Linked DNA regions of Mus musculus: region 2 is linked to region 1. Evidence: chromatin contacts called from public HiCAR-type data. All regions are on one chromosome and are shown on one strand. Each heading gives the region's core, a stretch centred on a gene start, on an enhancer-like site or on the middle of the called end of the contact. The rest is flanking DNA. Distances are from core to core; before and after follow the strand shown.

What was found. HiCAR-type assays count read pairs that join an accessible place to other places.
Region 2: a HiCAR-type map of fibro-adipogenic progenitors shows a contact between it and region 1, with 4 times the contacts expected there. The contact joins two enhancer-like sites. A contact is called at or near these places in 1 of 484 Hi-C or Micro-C datasets (olfactory sensory neurons) and 3 of 115 datasets of contacts at active chromatin or transcription factors (cardiomyocytes, embryonic stem cells and fibro-adipogenic progenitors).

Annotation. Positions count from the first base shown.
Region 1 is chr1:185,664,216-185,668,486 of GRCm38.p6, reverse strand. No RefSeq gene overlaps it. Among named protein-coding and RNA genes, the nearest start is that of Gm35023, 48 kb to the right of the region's middle. Within about 2 kb of position 1,781, at least 10 of the 459 cell types and tissues checked have an H3K27ac peak or open chromatin away from gene starts, as enhancers often do. A contact at or near this core is called in fibro-adipogenic progenitors, where this site is marked.
Region 2 is chr1:186,579,298-186,583,568 of GRCm38.p6, reverse strand. No RefSeq gene overlaps it. Among named protein-coding and RNA genes, the nearest start is that of Gm35546, 5.9 kb to the left of the region's middle. Within about 2 kb of position 2,243, at least 40 of the 459 cell types and tissues checked have an H3K27ac peak or open chromatin away from gene starts, as enhancers often do. A contact at or near this core is called in fibro-adipogenic progenitors, where this site is marked.

The DNA of each region.
Region 1 (4,271 bases), core at 532-3,031:
CCTCTCCAAAATGTGGCACTAATTTGGAGCCAACTATCAAATACCAGAGCCTACGAGGAATACCTTCATTTAATCCACTAAAATGGTATGGCCCAGTGGAGATTGAGGCAAGATTACAAGATTATTGTGTGATACTTGATCCTAAAGGCAGCACATAAGTGTGGCACAGGTTGAGATCCCAGATGCCATCACGCAGGGCCAGAAAGCTAATGGCAGTAATGGAACTTCCATGCTGGTGTGGAGGGGAAGATGTGCCCACAGCTGTGGGGGCTGTGCGGATCTCTCGGAAAGTCTTTCCTGTGTTCTTCCTAATCAGATCCGTAAGTGCAGAGCCGCAATTCCAGACTCGAGTATCTGAGATGATGCATGTAATTGAAACATAGTTTTGTGTGCACGTGTGTGGGTGTATGTGTGCTTGCCCACGTGTGTGTACCCCTGTAAGTCTATGTAGAGGTCAGAGAGTGGTGTGAGGTATCTCTTTTTATCATCTTCCACCTTATCACTTTTTAAAGACTTATTTTAACTTTACACATGAGCGCTATGTCTGTGTGTGTTTATACCATGTGTGTGCTTGATGCACTTGCAGGCAAAGAGAAGCCATTGGATCCCCTGGAACTGGAGATAGGGATGGTTGTGAGCCACCATGTGGGTGCTCAGAACAGAGTCTTCAACCTGAAAGAGAGATGCAAGGACTAGAGGAAGTTGTCTCAGGAGGTAGGCTTTGAAAGTTGAAAGACTCTCACCATCTTGAGTTCCCTCTTTTTTTCCTGCTTGTGAGGTGTGAGCAAGAGATCGGCTTTTCTAGCCACCATGTTTGGTGCTTGCTGCCATGCTTCCTCGCTGTGACGGTGACAGACTCTTACTACATGGGGGCTGTGAGCACAAGATAAACACATCCTTCTACACATAGCCTCAGAAGTGCTGTTTTATCACAGCAGAAGCAAAGTAAGAAGGATACTCATTATTCAGGACTCTGAGGGTAGGCTCCACATCAGGAGAGCTGGTGTGAGCTTTTCACGACCTTAGTCCATGCCCTTCCCTTAACACCAAGGAAACCCAACCGTAGGAGATGCCCTCAGACAGAGAAGCACTCTGCCCTTCCAGCAGCTGCATTCACGACCAAGCCCCACTTCCACTCTTTCAAGTATTGCCTATACCGCTCACAAAAGAAAACAAATATCTTTTGACACAACATTTTTGACCAAGTTCAATCTGGTTATTCATGTTATTCCAACTTTTTTTTTTCCTGGTAAAAAAGATAAACATAGTCTCTGAAAACAGAAGAGAAAAAGAAAACTCTGTAATCAGAAAGCACAACCCAGACCTTTCCAAGGCCTGGCGCTGCTGCGCAGATGTGCTCTTCCTTCATCTTGGTTTAATTACAGCCCCAGATGTCAGCAACCCATCAGCTTCAGGTGTGATTCAGATCTCCCCCAAAGCACCAGGAGCCTGCCAAACTCCCGAAGCTTTCGAGTTGAGAAATGTCCTGCCTAGAGTAAAGCCCCTGCTCTAGGCAGGAAGCTTGTTTGCCGAAGGGGCAGAGCCAGGATCTCCCTTCAGGCTTCCTCATTTAGGAGCACAGTGAAGATAACTTGGTTCAAACTCAACCCGTGTCTGAGATCGGTGACAATGCTCTCAAGGGAGGTGGGAGACTTCTGAAGTCCAGCTCCTGGTCAAACTTGGCCAGTTCTCAGACAACGGTCACGGTACGCAGAGATCGCTGAGAGCCCTAATGAGCCTGTTCTCTTACACAGTAGAAAGCCCAGCTTGCGTGTTTATTCTTCTTCTTTTTTCCCCATGGTGTGTCAGAGCTGAACTTTTTATAGTGCCTCTGGGTCCATAGTTAGACAAAAAAATGCAATTAGCAAACGGAGTTTGCTGGCTGGGGTAGCCAAAAATTGAAAGATAATTCCCAAAATGATCCAGTCATGGATGAAAACCAAACTCCTGTGAGGGAAGGGAGGGAATTTTCTCTGAGTAAACAGGGCCCTTGATCCAGACCTAGAGTCAGGGGTGTTTAGGCCCTCTGATGGCAGCAAGAGAAAGCATGAACTGGCTTCCTAAACCCATGACCTAGAATGATACCCGTCTCCTGGTCACACGGAGAAGCTTAGCCAAAACTCCTTCCTATAACCAAAACAAATGTGGTACCAATACAAAACCAGAAGGCAGAGACAATTCTTTCTTACAGTCCTGGAAATCAATAAATGCCTTTGCTCCACTACATTTCCAATACCTTGTGACATACTGTACGAGCTTTCATTAGCAGTCAATCAGCCTTGGGGGGGGGGGGGGATGCCACGGTGACAGACCTGAGCAGTTTGTACTCTGAGGTAAATGAATTAACCAGTTGTTTTCCCATTGAGATTCCAGTATTGTAGTGATGTGTGTGACCTGGGAGGAGTCTGTCACCTGCAGGAAATATCACAGCATAGGTAGCATCTTGCAGCCTGTTCAGAAGATGCTAGAAAGAAGCATTCAAAGGAGACAGAAGGATGGCTCTGGGATGGAGGTTCTGAATGCCGATCTGCCTGATGGGGTAGTGGCAGGCTGTGGTGGGACATGCTACAGATGAAGTAGGAGCTCCTAGTTCACTGATGTTGGGCAAGTCACTACATCTCTCTGCTTCAACTCGCATCCCTGAAACACAGACGTAGACACCTCAGCAGCGTCTCTTCAGCTGACAGATGGAATCTGTCCCCTACCCCCCACCCCGCCCAAATCACCTTGGTGAACAGTTTAAGTCTAAAGAAGTAAAGGCTAAGACTCTACAGGCTCTTGTTCACCACTTCCACTAACATTATTCATACTTGTCAACCTGTTTTAAAAAAATATAGCCTAAATATCCACCCAGAGAGGCATCGTCAGACAATATATTGCATAATACTACTCAGTTTTACAAAGGAAGGGAATTCTAATAATTCTAATACTGTAATATAGAAGAGCCACATAGACATTGTGCATGCTGAAATAAGCTACACACAGTTAGGATAAACCCATGTGATATGATTCTGCTTGTAGGAAGTTTCCAGCGAGGGCAAATCAACAGGCATCCAGATAGAGATTAATGGGGTCAAATGGAAGCAGACAAGGTACTCCTGTTTAGTGGAGAGTTTCCAGAGGTCTCACTGCTTTAGTTACTGTCCTCACCACTTTGACAAAAGCATCTTAAGGGAGCGGAGGCTTATGTTGGCTCACGGTTTCAGGGGACTGTCCTCTGTTACAGTGAGGGGGGGGGGCATGAGGGTAGAAGCAGGTGTAGCTGGGACAGTGGAGGAAGGAGGGAGCTGGTCACACTGCAGCTACAGTCAGGAAGCCAAAAGGCAAATGCCACACTCTGAGCACTCGCTCCTTACATTCCATCAGGACCCCAGGCCCTGGGATCGTGACGCTCACATGCAGACTGGGTCTTTCCCTCCTCCATTCAAAGCCTCTGAAAACGCCTTCACAAATATGTCCGGAGACAAATAATAAACATGAACCATCACAATGCCAAAATTCTTAAAACCAACAGTGGTAGTTGTACAACACTTAGCATACCCATCAAACCATGTGATTGTGCACATAATATTGGCTAACATGGGCAGTGGAGAAGGCTCTGGGCTGGGGTAGATGAGAAGCAGGATATGGAATGGATGGCTTTATCACCCTGCTGAGGGATCTTTTGAACAGAAGGTATTATTACCTGCTAGGAGTACTAGGCTAGATATCTAGTAGAAGATCTAGTTAGAAAAGTCACCAACTTTCAGCAAAATCATGTTTTTTTTGGCTATTTCTACTCAATGGCACCAAAAAAATTCCTGAGTTAGTTACTTTTCTGGCCCCTGTGATAAAATACTTGACAAGAAGCAACTTGAGGAAGCGATTGCTTTGAGTAGTAGTTTAAGAACGCAGTCCATCACAGTTGGGGAGTTGTGAGGCACAACTGTTAAACAGGAGGCCCCATCATATTTACAGTCAGGAAGCGGAGAGGAGAGAGAGAGATGAGTGATCATCTTCAGATCGGTCTTTCCTCTTTATTTAACTCCAGAACCCCCATCCATAGGAATGCGTCTATAAAATGGCTCACAGATATGCCTAGAGCACCTAACCCTTTGGGGGCCACATATCAGGTATCCTGAATATCAGCTATTTATAGTATGATTCATAACAGTAGCAAAATGACAGCTATGAAGTAACAATGAGATAATTTCATGGTCCAAGATCACCAGAATACGAGAAACTGTATTAAAGGGTCGCAGCATTAGGTAGGTTAAGAATTGCTGGCCTGA
Region 2 (4,271 bases), core at 994-3,493, 910 kb before region 1:
ATGCAGAAACCCTTCCTTCCTGGGGAGGCAGACAGAAGCAGCCCCCTTTCTCCCACAGAAAGTGTGCTTGCTGAGGGTCTTTTCTGCTTCGATCTTCTTCTCCCTTACTGATTCATTTCCTTCAATGGTGTCTGCTCTCTCTACCTGTTCTTCGGTTCTCTACCTGGTATTCCAGTTGCTGCCTTTTAAGTTAAAGTGGCAGACCTCATTTCCTTTCCCATGGATTCAGTCAATGGCGCCAGAAGCTCCGTTCCTTCAGAAACACAGAAAGGGTACCCAATGGAAGAATCCATTGCTCCAGCTCCCAAGGGTCGGCCTGCTGTGTGTCCACAGCCGGGTGATGTGGCCAGCTCCTCATTTGCTGCACTCCGCCTTGAATTTCTACTTTCAACTATACCTTATCCATTATTTTATGGACTCCTGGATCCAAGGGGCCAATCTTCATTCATCTTTGCATTCTCGGTACACCATGCTTGGTAGACACTCCTCAATACAGTCTTATGAGTGCAACCTCTACTTGGGGACTCCTTGCTACACAGTATGGCTTTGTGAGTAGGCCATGGCTCTGCAGGATGCACAGTTGCTATACAGCTTTTCTTCCGCACAAACCTACACGGTAGGCCCAGAATTTCCTCTTCCCATGAAACACACCTTCTCTTCCCCATGTGTTTATTCTAAGTGCTCAGCTGAAGACTTCAGCTCTGGGACGACAGAGATTTTTTTTTTCTTTCAATAGGAAGGCCTCTGCCCCTTCCCTGCTTACTCAGCCGCCTTCACTCCAGCAGCAAAACCTCGGGCGTGCCAGCTACTCAGGTCATTTCGGGAGAAATCTAGATTCCATTTAGACACATTCTGAATGGCTTTAAATGTTTTACTTTCTCAGGGTTCCTCGGAGCCAGTGTTTATCATTAGATGAGTACAGTTACAGAGAGATCGAGGGCTTGCTTTATTCTGGGTCATATCCATTATAAAGGCCTAGGTTAAGCCAAGCTTTCCCCTTGTCCACCACTTTCGTAGGCCTTTGACTTAATTTCCCCGGCTGTGTCACCCCTTTCCTGGGATGAAGCCCCGGGCCCTGGCTGTGCCTGCTGCTTATGTCTCCTGGACCAGCAGTGCCACATTCACAGCCCCTCTTGCTCTCCTGCACTCTCATCACAGTCCGCATCGAGTGTTGGACCCGGCAGCTGACACTTGGGTTTGGCTCAGAGCTGGTTTGTAGATCACATGTCAGAGCAGAACTTGAAGTCTCACGTCCAACACAAAGAAAAATGACGCCAGTGCTTGGGAATGTCTTTAAACAGAAAATATGTCAACTCAGTGAGCCCTCAACTCTGCCCAGCTTTCTCCTTATTGTATTTATGTTAAGATGTTTGCAAAGTGTCATGTGTATGTGTGTGTGTATGTGTGTGAAATGATTTTAGGATCAAGATATGACAAATCTGTGAGTGTGCCTTAAACAAGGACTACAAGGAGCGTCACCCCTGACAATCCTGGCTTTGCTCACCCTGATTCCACTAAGTAAAAACTCTACAAAGGAGAATCCTGGATATTCACACAGACCTTGTGAATCACCTAATAATGATAGAAATAGCCGAAGTATCAGTGATTAATGGGCAGAAGTGACGAGGAAAGGCAAGCTTATGGGAAACTGTTCCTAATGGTGATGTCAGCAAGGAACAATTTGCAGACATAATTACTAAAAAATTATCAGAGTCTTCCTTGTCAAGTATTTTGTATGTTTATAGAGCTGTTGGTGACTCATTTTAGAAGTCTGGGAGACTTATTTGATTTGGAATCAGGACTTTATTATAGCTTAGCTGTTATGTAATAGTTTATTCAGACTGATGGGGAGGTATTCTTCCATGTCAACAGACCTTGTATGTGTCTAGTGAGAGCTCCCCATAATTATTTCAACAATTCATATCTGGATGTTTCCCCTATATTTCCATGCCTAGAATATGCTCTCAGTTTGTATAAAGCAGTGCAAGGGAAGTGGAGAGGCAGGCTACCAGGCTACCACCAACCCTAGTGATCTAGTAGTGTATTGGTCCAGTTTCTTTGGGATATGAGGGTGGACACAGGGGCTGGCTCTCAGGCAAGCTCTACCCTTAATGTGGGCATTTCTATATGTGTTTCTCAGCATAAGGAGCCAGGGTCCTCCATGGCTTTACTGTGGTCAACACTATAATTAGTCAGGCTTTACCCACATATTCCAAATTCCAGTGCTTAAGTGCAAAGTCATCTGGGTACACCCAGTTTGGATGTTGGCTGGGAAACTATTGTTTGATCAACACCTCTAGTTGCTAGCCTGAAGCGTTTCATTTGGAGTTTCGAAAGCACTAATAGCAACCAGATAGACATGTGTCTCTGATGTTGTTGCCTCCAGAACAACTCCAAAATAAATGTACCCAGAGAAATCCATGGCTCCCAAGGAAGGTTGGACCCTCTCTTTGCTCCAAAGGGGATGGTCTGGAGAAACAATTAGGAGGGTAAGAAGGGAGGTCCCTTGTATTCCCTTCCTGGCTGGTGTACTGCCTTGTGCTACTGTAAGAATAATAGGATTAATAGTAAGATTGAGGGGTTATTTTTTGCCTCTATAAACGTTTATCTGTTGACTCAAGGAAGCAGAATTTAAACATAGAGCAGTATAATTCATCTAAATATTTGTTCGTGTGGGTTTATATGCAGATGTGGGGATCTCACTTAAACACATCAACGGATTTATTTTTTTCACGTGGTAACCCTTTATATCTAGGTGATGTTTGTTATTATGGAGAGAAATAAGGAGGAAGGACAGAACTTTGGAATGAAGAATTGAAACAGAGAGGAAAAGAAAAGTGATAGGGCTTCCCCTCCCTCTAGGTAAATGGAGGTCAATACACATTTCCAAGGAAAGCTATGAAATTATTAACACCAACAACAGAAATGCCTCTGTTTTGTAATAATGGATAATGAAGAGTATTTTATGACCCAGAAAGTCACAGCACAAAAGGCCATACTTCCTCTAAGCGGGTTTTAGTTTACAATTAAAAAAAAAAAAGCTTCTGTTTTAACTCTTGAAGTGCACGTTGTCTTGTGAGTGGTCTCCCGAGGGATGATTCTGCTTCTTGGCTACATCAGAAATTCTCTGAAGCTACAGTACAGTCCTGTGACTTCTCTGTGACTGTCCCCCTCTGAGTACTGCCTCCTGGGAAAGGCTGAAGAGCAATTGTGTGGGACTTCTAGGCACTGGTAGGTGCACTCAATACTCACGATGATGGGTTGGTAACATGAGCAGCCACTCCAGCACCGTGTCTTAGAAAGATGACACAGCTGAAGAGCAGCCAAAAGCAGTTGAAGGCAGTTAAGAGCTGGGTGTGGTGGCATAGACCTGCAGTCCCATCTCTCCTGAGGCTGATGCAGGAGGTTGATGTGGTTAAGGCCAGCCTGAGCTAGCTGTAGACGGAAACTCTATTTCCAAACCCCAAATGCTGTGAAAGCAGTCAGGATTGTGTGTATATGATAGGTGATTTCTACAGGTCTGTTTGCTTGGATGTTGATATTTTCTCCCCTTTGTTCTTTATTTCTTCTCTCTGTCTCTCTCCTCCCTTATCTCTCTCGTCTCTCCTCCCTCACTCCTTTCCCCTCTCTCTGATAAGCCAAAGAGAACCAATTAGCACCCATTTTCATGAAATCTTTGTTTAGAGAGCATCAACAGCAAAAAATAAAAATAAAAATAAATAATAATAATAAAATGCTAATTAGCTTTTTAACCAAACCCCTGCTACCTGGAAAGCATTTAATCAAATATGAGAATGCATTAGCTACTGAGTTCTTTAAAGAGTCTCAAGAAGTTGTTATAGATATGACTCAGCTTCTGATGGGTTTCCATTCTAATAAACATATCATAGAATGAAACTATTCTGAGTTATAAAAGACATTTAGTCCCAGGACTCAGTAGGCTGAGGAGAGGGAAGTGCAGCAAAGAAAGATTCTGTTTCAATGGCGACAGAAGGAAGCACTTACTGGATCTTGGCTTCTAATCCTGTGAACACCACAGACTCTCTGGTACGTAGTAAGCACCCATGGGGACACTCTTGTGGGCCTGCAGTTGTGACATCGAATGCAAAGTGCATTCTGTGAAGATGTAAGGAAGATGTGAATTCAGTGAATACAGTCCACTGTTTGCATCATTTCTGACAAAAGCTGAAGAGATAGGAGCGGCGAGGGACAGGGTGGTGGTCCCCAACTGTCACTGCTAGAGCAGGGGCGGGGCTGACAGTGTGTCCTCA